Linked DNA regions of Mus musculus: region 2 is linked to region 1. The links are chromatin contacts, called in public HiChIP or PLAC-seq maps. All regions are on one chromosome and are shown on one strand. The core of a region is the stretch at or near the end of the contact, and the rest is flanking DNA. Distances in the headings are between cores, read along the strand shown. Region 1 overlaps Tlcd4 (TLC domain containing 4). Region 2 holds the start of Alg14 (asparagine-linked glycosylation 14).

The links. HiChIP or PLAC-seq counts read pairs in DNA pulled down with a chosen protein or histone mark.
Region 2: a contact with region 1 is called in an H3K27ac HiChIP or PLAC-seq map of embryonic stem cells, with 7 read pairs. The contact joins the promoter of Alg14 here to the enhancer-like site in region 1. A contact is called at or near these places in 1 of 39 promoter capture datasets (liver), 6 of 484 Hi-C or Micro-C datasets (the HL-1 cell line, bone marrow-derived macrophages, brain and 3 more), 5 of 115 datasets of contacts at active chromatin or transcription factors (the SCID.adh cell line, astrocytes, embryonic stem cells and 2 more) and 4 of 9 other capture datasets (adipose tissue, embryonic stem cells, liver and 1 more).

The regions. Positions count from the first base shown.
Region 1 is chr3:121,204,543-121,210,023 of GRCm38.p6, reverse strand. It overlaps Tlcd4 (TLC domain containing 4), which reads left to right. Exons shown (of 8, transcript NM_001355678.2): 8 at 2,554-5,481. The coding sequence ends at 2,872. It also overlaps the pseudogene Gm52661. Among named protein-coding and RNA genes, the nearest start is that of Rwdd3, 36 kb to the right of the region's middle. Within about 2 kb of position 2,898, at least 18 of the 459 cell types and tissues checked have an H3K27ac peak or open chromatin away from gene starts, as enhancers often do. A contact at or near this core is called in embryonic stem cells and muscle stem cells, where this site is marked.
Region 2 is chr3:121,288,431-121,294,717 of GRCm38.p6, reverse strand. It overlaps Alg14 (asparagine-linked glycosylation 14), which reads right to left and starts at 2,978. Exons shown (of 4, transcript NM_024178.3): 1 at 2,735-2,978. The coding sequence starts at 2,870.

The DNA of each region.
Region 1 (5,481 bases), core at 1,649-4,148:
GATTTAGTGTGGGCTCTCACAGAGTAGGAATGTCAAATCAGACACGTGTGAGGTATGAGGCTTAGCCCACATTAAGCCTTGTGAACAAGTTCACAGATCCTGGTAACCGTAAGGCATGGGCACAGCAGGGAGATGTGTCTGAGAGCAGGTGGACAGACTAATGCTGGTTGTACTGACACTGCTGTGCATTCTCCCTGGGTTACCACAATTGTTTGCTTCCCATGCTCGCTTTCCCCCAACACCCACAAAGCCAAAGAGCTGAACTCGGGACATCCAGTCTCCAGAGCTACACTGTGAATGTCCACATCTTCCTATTGGAGGAAAAGGTTCACTGCTCCTGGCTGCAGACCACTGACCTCCCTGCAGCTCTGCCTTCCGTGCTGTCTTCTTTCACAGTGAAAATGACATGCGGCGCCTTGCTGCTTGGAGGATAAAATTTGAGCCCTTTAATGTGGCACAGAGTTCTCCTCAGCTGTGGCTGTCTCACCCCCTTCTGCCACACTTTCCTCAAAACTTCCATCTTTGCTTCCTGGCGAGCTGTTCTTCTTCGCTCTTCACCACCATTCATCCCTCTGAGGTGGGTTAGAGCCTCAGGCTTGGTGTTCCTATGATAGCGATGTATGCTTACTGCATTTTTTGTCAGTTAGAAAAGTTAGGTTGTTTGCTGCGTGTGTCGCTTTATAACTGCTACACTGTCTTCTAAAGTGGCTATATCTGTCTCCATCTTGATATTTTCCTAGTGACAGACAGTGTTGAGCATATTTGATTTTGATCTTTCAGCATGATGGGGGATGGTGGTGGTTCTGTACTTGTTTTTGGGAAAAGGGCCAACCACACTGCTCAGACTTGTCACAAACTACCCAGGCTCAAATATGAGCCAGTCTCAACCTCCTGCATGTGCCACTGGGCTTATATGTTCACTCTCTATCTCCATGTGCTGGGTCTCCTGTAATGGGATGTTTACAATCATTTACCCGTGTTAGAAATAGATTGTTATCGCTTCTCGGCCTTTTGGCTAAGATCAAGTGTAGAAATAGATTGTTTCCATACTGTTGGCTTCTAAGTATTTTATTTTTTTAAAAGATTTACATTTGTTAGAGATAAAGATTGTTTTATATAAGTACACTGTCACTGTCTTCAGACACACCAGAAGAGGGCATGGAATCCCATTACAGATGGTTTGAGCCACCATGTGGTTGTTGGGAATTGAACTCAGGACCTCTGGAAGAACAGTCAGTGCTCTTAACTGCTGAGCCATCTCTCCAGCCCTTACTATTTTAGATATGGTATTTTATTACATATTAATGCTGTATTTTCACCCACTGTGTCTTTTTCTTCTCTTCCAAAGTGAAAATTTTATTTGTTTGTTTTTTGAGACATGATTTCTTGTGAAGCTCTGGCTGTGCTGTCATTTGCTATGTTGACTAGCCTGGCCTGGAATTCGAGGTCGGCCTGCCTCTGCCTCTGCCTCCTCTGTGCTGGGACTGAAGGCCCACGCCACCATGCCTGGCCTCAAAGTGCAAACTTTTAATTCTAGCGAAATCCAGAGTGCCAGCTCACCAGTCATGGCCAGCCCCCTGCATTGTTGCACTTCAGTGTTACAGCAAAAACTTTCATCGAACTTTTCATGTTTTCTTTTTTTTTCTAGAAGTTTTATACTTTTGTATTTTACATATAGGTTTTAAATCTACTTTGAGTTAATTTCTCTGCTGGATATTCTCACAGTGGGGCAGAGGCATTCTTTTTCTGTTGAGTTGCCTAATTAATGTCAGGGTCAGAAGTCACTTGAGTACATCTGTATGTATCTATCTCTAACGCTTCTGTGACTCTGGTTTGTTTCTCTAATACCCCGAGTCTTCATTGTGTCGCTTTACAGAGATTTCCCAGAAGTAGGCATTATGACTCCTCCAGCTGTTCTTTTGTAGTGCGTGGACTCTCCAAGGCCCTTTAAATCATTCTGTGTGGGTGTGGTCACGCACACGTGTGTGTGTGTGTGTGTGTGTGTGTGTGTGTGTGTGTGTGTATGGTTGACATCCGGATGTTTTCATCAGTTGCTTCTCCACCTTACTTACCTTTTTAGACAGCGTTTCTCACTGAGCGCAGTGTTTGCCATTTCAGCAAGATGAGCGGGCCCAGTGCGTTCCCAGGATCTGCCTGCTCTCCGCTCTACCCCGCCCTGCGCGCCCCGCACCCCCCCACCCAACCTGCCTGCTCTCCGTTCCACCCCCCCCCCCCAACCCCCAGCACTAGGGTTACAAACCTTGAGTACCAGGGGATCAGAATCCAAGTCCCCATTCAAGTTGCACAGAAAACACTCCATCTAAAAGAGTCGTGTCCCCAACCCCTCCACACAAGTTGTTATGTGGTCCTTGAGTTCCTCCTTCAGCCTAAGGCACAGAGGAGGAGGGTGTGGGAAGCTGTGCACAATCGCCATTACAAGATGGCGCTGGCTTCCTCAGTGCCTAACTAGTAAACAAGCAATGTGCGCAGGTGCTAGGAGGGCAGATTCCCCAAGCTGCAGACTGTGTGACTTATCTTTGCTTCTCTCATCAGGTGGTTCTTTGAAGCCCTGAAGTACCCCAAGTTTTCCAAAGCCAATGTCATCAATGGAATTCTTATGACGGTGGTCTTTTTCATCGTGCGGATCATTTCGATACCTCCGATGTATTTCTTCCTTTACTCCGTGTACGGAACAGAACCCTACATAAGGTTCGGATTTGTAATCCAGTCTGTCTGGATCGTTACTTGTGTTATTTTAGACGTGATGAATATCATGTGGATGATCAAAATCACGAAAGGATGCATCAAAGTCATCTCCCTCATCAGACAAGAGAAAGCCAAGGATAGCCTTCAGAACGGGAAACTCGACTAAAGGCATGCTTCATCGGACACCTTGCTTCCATAAGCCATCTTCATTCCTCTTTGTCCCGGCCGACACGATGAGCTCCTGCGCCGCTCTGTTAGGCACGGTTGTTACTCATGGTTTCAGTGTTCTTTCCTCTTTTCTTTAATCTTTAGACAAGAGAAAATAAAATTTAGTCTTCATCCCAGGATTTCTTCTTTCCTTCAATATTTTTAAGCATGGATGGAAACTGAAAGGTTTAAACAAAAGTTGTAAGTGGAGTGGGGAAACTTTTCTGAATTCGTCAGTGTTCATGGGGATTATTCTCTGCAGGAAAATGGCTGGTGATTCGGTGGCCTTTGTACACCACCCATTTTATTTTGCTGAAGGACTGAGAACGGCTTTTCAGTCTGCGAGCAGCTCCGTTGGCTGTGCTCCGGTCTTTTCCAACATCAGAGCCTGTGTAGGGTTTCCTTTCTAAGTTGCCAGCACGTCCCTTCCCCAGGCCATCAGAACTGACATGGTTTCATGGGGGTATGCAGTCATCTGTTACGCTACGATAGAGCACTTCTCATGTTGATCCTATCATATTTGAAAATATTTTATGCATTTTTAAGATTTCAGCTGCTTCGTTTCTCTCTGTAGTGCTTTATCCAATTATATTTTGAAAATCTTATAGTCAGGCAAGGTTTAAGACCCATCTTGTGGACCACATGAATGCCGATAGTGAGGACTCCCGGGAACGTGCCTCATCACGCTGCCTTCGCCTGCTTCCGGGTACTTTCCCCATAAAGATCATATTTCTTCTTGCAAAGTTTTCCAAGTTCCAAACCTGACACCAGAACACCAGTCTTGTCTAGAATGTGCGCGCTGGGCATGCTCCTGAAATCGGCCTCATTTTGGTGAGACTAAAACTACAGACAAGTCAGAGTTTGTGCTTTACTTAGAGATTTTACTCAGGCTTGCTTAGTTTGTCTTTGCCTTTTTGTTTTCTTAAAGAGCAGAAGGAAGGAAGGTGACTTACCCCAAGTATTCTGATTATCAAAACTGTCATTCATTGTGAAAAAAAAATCGTGTGTGTGTGCGCGTGTAGTGGGGTGTTTTTCCTTTGATTCTTGCAATCCAAATATAGAATTATATATTTAGCTATTATTGCCTTTATTTATTTTTTTCTGAAGTACTTGACTTTAATGATTGTTCTTAAGATATAGACTTAATCCAATTAGTGGTGAATACTTGAATTTAACTGAACTTAAACCAAAAGATCTAATCCATTTAGAGTATCAGACTGAAGGAGAACGTTTGGCTCTTTCATTATTCATCTTAGGCTGATGAACTAATGGAATGTCATCAAAACATTTAATGTAATGTAGTTTGATTTAATTGTCTAGTACAGATAGAGTCTGGCAAGTTCTGGTATGTTTAAAGATGGGAATTGAAATTCCAGTCCAATGATAAAAATCAAGTCGATTGTCTTGTTCTTGGTGTATTTACTTTTGAAAGATAAAGTCATGAAAAAGATAGGGCTTTGTCTTTAAAGCAGCTAATGCCACATTTGTAATGGCTTGCTAAGTTTAGTGCTGTCTCCATCATAGGCAACTCAGGTGTGCACTGGTTGTGTAAAAGTGAAGGTATAGGGATGCAAATGATTTTATATTGTTCATGGCTCTTTTACAAGAAAATGGGCTTTTTTTTTTTAATGGAGAGAAGACATTTATATTATAAAACTATTTTGGAAATCCACTAAGAAAAGAATAAATCTTGAGGTAAATATGTTTGTCTCTTTGGCTAGTACTACAGTTCTGAACGCAGATTTTAAACTCGCCATTAAAATGATGGCAGTGTATGGTTATGAGTCTCTGTGAAGGCGATAATTGCTTCATGCTGAAAGGGTCATTTGTATTTCGTTGCTTTTATCATTACTCGATATAACCAATAAGTATGTTCGGAATATCAAACATTAAACCCAGATTTGCCATTGTAGCCCTTATTATCTGCAGCTTCCAGACTTCCACTCTCCTCATCCTTTATAGAAGGGAACTGTGTTGGAAATGTCCTGCAAACTGCCACTGCAAGCCAGCCCTCCCCTGGGGCTGTATTTTGCTGTTTTGTGATCACATTTATCAACCTAAAATACAAATAAAGACAGAACATAGTATTTACTAAAACAATGAAATTTTCATTTATTGAATGACAAATTTTTGCTAGATATTTTAGATATAAGTATTTTGGCTACATTGATTAATTTAAGTGAGTCTATTAGGCATTCTGATATTTAACAAGTCTTAAAATATTTATAGAAAATAAAAGCAAATTGGTATAAATTTTTAAGCAATTCTATTTTTCTAGAGAAGATTAGTGACAATCTGAATATGTAGTATTCTAGAAAATAAACTTTAAAAAAAAAAAGCAAAACTCAACTAGTAGCATGCAAGACTGTGGGCCCTGCACTTGATGGTATGTTATGTGCTAGACTTGAGGTATTTGGAGCTTGGGTTCATAGAATTTGCATTCTTGTGTCTAAAATCATTTGGAGGATTCTTTGCATTTTTTTTTAAATTCAAAATGGAGTTACATATGCATGCAAAGAAATTAACTCAAGGTACCCTGGTGTGTTGGCTTTTCAAACTTGAAATGGG
Region 2 (6,287 bases), core at 1,729-4,228, 85 kb before region 1:
TTACTTTATAAGTACACTGTAGCTGTCTCCAGGCACACCAGAAGAGAGTGTGAGATCTCATTATGGATGGCTGTGAGCCACCATATGGTTGCTGGGATTTGAACTCAGGACCTTTGGAAGAACAGTCAGTACTCTTAACCGCTGAGCCATCTCTCCAACCCCCATTTCTTAACTTTTAAAGATTTATTTAATGTCGGTTGGAGAGATGTCTCAGAGGTTAAAAGTGCTGGCTGCTCTTCCAGAGGTCCTGAGTTCAATTTCCAGCAACCACATGGTGGCTCATGACTATCTATAATGAGATCTGGTGCCCTCTTCTGGCCTACAGGCATACATACAGGCAGAACACTGTATACATTTTAATGTGTATGGAGGTTTTGTTTGCATGTATATCTGTGTGCCATCTGTGTACCTGGTGACCATGGAAGTCAGAAGAGGGTGTAGGATCCTGCCATGCTCTGTACAGCTCCTGAATCTGACCTAACTGGGTGATGAGGGAATGAAGGACATGCAGACACACATACAGAATAGGTAGGCCTGGATGGTCTGGGCTCTCTGATGAAGAAGCCACAGGATCCCAGAAGCTAGAGCCTTTATTATATACAGGAAGGCAGGGTGATCACATACATATATGCAAGGAAACAGGGTTATTATGTTCAGCTGGACAAGGGGGCAAGCTTAGCTCTGTAGGAACAGTCTCTGTATGGGAGCAGTCTTCAGGCTGTAACATCTCTGGGGGGGAAGAAAGCTATACTTTGCATATTCTATCAACATTCCAACAAGGACCAGAGAAAGGCTTTGTCATCTCTCTGCACTTCACCTACAGAAGGCTTTGCCACTCCCACGGGGCCTGGCCATATCAACAATACACATTCACTCAGGACCCCACTCAATCCCCACAGGGTTCCTAGAACTGGAGTTATAGATGGCTGTGAGCCACCATATGGGTGCTGGGACCCAAACCCTGGTCCTGCACAAGAACAAAGACCTTAACTGCTGAGCCATCTCTCCACCCTTCCAATCACTTCTTACCACCTCATCTTGCTTCACGCCACTGTCATATAAATTATAAATACAGCTTTATATAGATCATATCCCCACTTCCTCTCCCTATACATCTTGAGGTAATTTTCATGTGATAATATTTTACTTGTGTTCAAAAGTCCCCAGTAGCTTTGCATCTCACTTGAAATAACTTGTATTTCTTACGCAGTTAATATGAGATTTCTGTCCTTCTCTGTGTGGCAGCTACTCCTTCTGTCTCATCTTCTGTTTGTGTCCTATTTCCTTCACTGCTGCGCCTCTGTCCTTTCCCTAGTGTTTGTCACGTAGGCATCACACTGTGCCTTGTGATGCTTGTTTTGTTTGTTTTTCTATTTTCAGTTTTGTTTTGTTCCAGAGCTCAGTGTAGTGTCTGGCCATTCCCATGACTCAAAATATGTTAAGTAAATAAGTAAGGAATTATAATTGCATGTTAAGTTTGGTACATTTGCATACATCATAAATATCATTAGTGTGTGTGTAGTCACTCATCACATAATGATGTTTTAGTCAATGACAGGATATTGGTCACATGACATTAAAAAGGAACAGAAAATTCCTTATTGTCTAGTGACACAGCAACCATAACACAGTAGCCCAAGGTAATCTATGAACAAATTCACTGTGCTGCCTGCAATATAAAAAAGTACAATATAGGGGCTGGTGAGATGGCTCAGCGGTTAAGAGCACTGACTGCTCTTCCAAAGGTCCTGAGTTCAAATCCCAGCAACCACATGGTGGCTCACAACCATCCGTAACGAGATCTGACGTCCTCTTCTGGTGTGTCTGAAGACAACTACAGTGTACTTACATATAATAAACAAGTCTTTAAAAAAAGTACAATATATACTACTATATACAGTTCATAACATTTGATAACAATAATACACAACTACATTACTAGTTTGTGTATTTTTATTAGTGTGTATTTTTTTTAAAGCTACTGTAAAACTGTATGGTCTCCTGCAGAGGCTGCCTTAAACACCTCGAATTTACTGTGTGTCTTGACTGCATCATTTTCTGTTAGGCAATGGTTTTGTTTTACTGTCCCTGGAGCAATAGGTTATAACATATGTATTCCAGACAGCATTGATATAGGTTTGGGTATCACCTTGGTTGTTTAAAGTTGAGTCGTGTTTAACTATACACTCGTCAAAACTGTTCATCTAAAATTTTAAGTTTTAAAATGTTCAGAGCTGACTGGACAGTTTATTACTCATATCCTGTCACTCTGGAGGTATCGTCGTATGGAGTGTCCACGTTTTTATCCTCAGGGACTTTGCGCATTCATAAGTGCGACAACTCTACTTCGTTTACCATGTAATGTTCACATTTCTTAAACTAAGTACAAAGACCTAGAATTAATAACGCACAGCAGCAAAGAGGGCAACAATATGTCAGCATCAAAAGGCTTCGGCGTACTCCGTCGCTAATTATTTGTTAGAAAGCAGTACACTACAGAGAGGCTTAATTACAGACAAGTGTAAATGACCTGTCTTAATGACAGGCGGCTGGGTGGCGTCAGCTAACCAGCATTTTTTCCTGCCTGGGGTGGCCGGTTCCGGGAACGCAAAGAAACTACAAATCTCAGCATGCAGCGCTCCTAAAGGCGCTAAGAAGGGCGAAGAGAGTCGCGATGCATTCTGGGGTTTGTAGTGCCTAACTCAAGACCGTCGGCCTCCGCCCGGATACTTACCGGATCCAGCCACGATCAAGAGTCTGAGAGACTCTCGGGGAGTGACGTGATGGGGCCCAAGCACGGTCCATAGTCGCTGGAATAGCAAGATCACTAGCCCTGCGGCTGTAGCAGCTAGAATCAGAATGCTCAGCATTCAAAGGATGGCGCATGCGTGTAGACCTGGCGCCAGCGGTTAAAGTTTGCAAGCACCGCGCTTAAGAGCAAACAGGGAGCAAAGCGCCTCTCTGTGGGCGGGGATGGTCTGCACTGGGCGGAGCTTGCCAAGTTGGGCGGTCAAAGTTCAGAAGTGTGGCTCTGATTGGAAAACGCAGAACGACGCGTCTCTTGCGTCTCAGTGAGCCGGGTTTGTCCGTGATGGGTGGGGCTAAGGGCAGTTTGCCCAGGAAGCGCTACAAGGAACAGTAATGGTTTTGTTACCCGAGTTTGTGCTGCAGTTGTGTAGTTGGAAAGTTAAGTGCTGGAGAAGTTTGATTTCTGCCAGTGGCGAGGTCAAACTACATGTATGGTAGAAGGACCACGAAGCCCCGGGTTAGTAGCTGCTCCTGTCCTGCCAGGTTTTGCCTGAGGCTCCTGGCATACATCACTACTTCCTTTCTTCCTTACGGGTTCCAAGACAAACCGAACTAGAAAATTTTTGCCAGTCAGAGGCATACTCTTAGGGGGAAAACATTCAAATCCGCCCTTTCCTGACATTTATGTTTTCTAGACAGTTTCACAGATCTCAAACTATAACCAGAATCCGGATCACTTCAAGCTATGTCATATTCCTGGGAGGATTGGAAACCCCTTGGCTTCAGGTAGCAAGGGAGGAAGACATAGCCCTGCAGTTAAGTTTATCACAAAGCATTTCTGGCTTATTCCTCCCGCGGTCCTCTGAAATGATAGACTTCCACTGCCCACTCTAATCCCAGTTGTGCGTGCGTTTGTGAACTTAGCCTAAATTACAGCAAAATAAAACCTCTTGACAACAAACATTCCTTCAGACCCTTATGGGGTTACAGATTGAATAGGTCAGGCATGCAGACAGGTCGAGAAAGGTGCTACAAATTGGCCTAAATGCAATAATGTCATGTCTAGAATTAGAAACCAGAAATCCTAACTCCTGCTGCCTAAGAATGCTACACCATATGGTCCGTTGTTAAATTCAGTTTGGATTGACGATCACATTTACCTGGAGCCTAGAATGCTTTTGGGAGCGATACTGAGTCAGAAGTTCCAGGAAGGCGCCCTGAGATCTCCTTATAAAGCTAGGTGTGTTGGTTCCCGAGTCAGCAAACTGCTTGGGAGATTTCCTGACTGTATCTCTATCTTGTTGATATTATAGCACGGTGCCTGTGGGCTCTTTCATCACTCCTTCTTAACCTCATTCTTTACAGTCAGGTTCTATGTAAATGTTACTCTTTGAATTACAATAGGGAAATAGATTACACAAAAGTTAATTTGCCTGAGGTTATTTATGTGATGAAAATCAATAAGAATGCCAGACTTTTAGACAGATATCATTTGTGGCTCAAGGGCTGGGGGGGTGGGGGTGGGGGCGGGGAGACAGCACAAAGGTTAAGAGCACTGGTTGCTTTTCCAGAGGTCCCAGGTTCCAGGCCGAGAACCCACATGGTGGCTCACAACTTTCTGCCACTCTGGTTCTAGGGGATCAGATGCCTTCCTCCCAACCTCTGCAGGCACACACATGGTGCCCAGAGATAATCCAGGCAAAACACATACACACATAGAAACAACAACAACAAATCATTGAAAACGAAAATAAGGCAGAGAAGCAATTGAGAAAGACAATGTTGACCTCTGACCTCCTCACACACACACATGTACACACACACACACACATTAACATACACAGGAAGAAGGAGTGGCTCAAGAATGTTACAAAGTGTCATGCCGTTTTCTTTCAGAACCTTCTCTGCTGTTCTCCAAAGTGGCTTCAACCTACGAGTCGCTTCATATTTAAAAGAAGTTATTAGTGGGCAGACATGGTGATGTCTACCTTAGAAGTTGTTGTGTTGGTCATTGGGTCTGTATTAAGGAAAACACATCTTTTCAGAATCCCCTATGGGAGACTTTCTTTCTCTATTTTAAGCCATATTTATGTCACCCATACATAAAATGAAGCAGACCCCAAAACTGGTAGAGATAGGAATGGAGGGTGATGTAAAATTCAAAGATGATATATGGTAATTATATGGAGGGTGGATATGGAGAGGAAGCAAGGAGAGGAGGTTGCTTTTATAGGCAGTTGTGGTGTTTGGATTGCTGGGAAGATGTGTGTGTGTAAACTGACAGGCACTGCAGATGCCAGGCATGCATAATTTCATGGCTCCAGGCCCCACTTACTTAGCATAGAAAGGATACTATTACACTTCGTATTACCTTACCCTCATGTCCTCTCATTATAATCCTAAAACTATAGAAAAAAAATCTAGGTTGACCACAACTGGGACAAGTGGACTGTGATAGTGAAAGGAAATAAAACTTGAGACATGTGATTCATGTAATTTATGTCAAATAGCCCAAAGAGTTGTTTGTGAGCTTTAAAACCTGGGGCTGAGAACATAGTAGAACAGGCCAGGACATGCCCGGGCAGGCCCGTCGTTACATGTCCTGACTGGCCTAGTGCCTCCCTATCTCCTGCCCTTCTGACAGTCTGTTGATGTTTAAATGGACCAATCATGTAAAACGGCGCCAATTCCTCCCCCAGCCCCACCCCTTTTCTATAAAAACCCCTAGCTTCCAAGCATCAGGGTTGAAACCACTGTCTCCTGTGTGAGATACGTTTCGAAACGGAGCTCCGCCATTTTGGCTCCACCATGTGGTCGACACCTCTGTCTCCTGCGGGAGATATGTGTAGGCATGGAGCTCCGTCATTAAACTACCTCATGCTTTTACATCAAGATGGTCGTCTGTTCGTGATTCTTGGGTGCGCGCCGAACGAGAATTGAGTGGGGGTTTCCCCACTAGGTTCTTTCATTAGAATGTATAGAATATGTTCAAGAGGTCAGGATAGCATCACAGGCTAAGCGAGGCAGTTAAGGCCGAGCCGGAAGGAGCAGCAACAAAAGTTTTCCCAACATATTGATAACAGATTCATGGTGCTCTGGGAAAGCAGGCAAAAAAAAAATTAGTAGTGGCTGACGAGGTGAACAATGTGTGTGATTCACACCAATCTATAAACATATCTGGGAAGTGGTCATTCTTGAATCTGTTCACTGGAGTTTCTTGAGATGGTCTTGGTAGTTTAAACACCTAATGCCAGCACTTGGGAGGTAGGTAGAGAAAGGAGGATAATGAATTCAGTCATTCTTAGCCCCAGAATATGTGTAAGGTCTGTGTGGGATGAATGAGACTGATCCTCAAAAATACAGGGAAAAAAAAAAGATTTCTTAAGGTTTCTATGTTAGATATCTATTATCAGACACATTTGTGAAGTTTTTTACAAAGTTGGATTTTTTTTTCAGCATTCTAGACAGGATTGACTGTGTTGATGTAGTCAGCATGTTTTTGTTTGTTTTTTGTTTGTTTGTTTGTTTGTTTGTTTTGT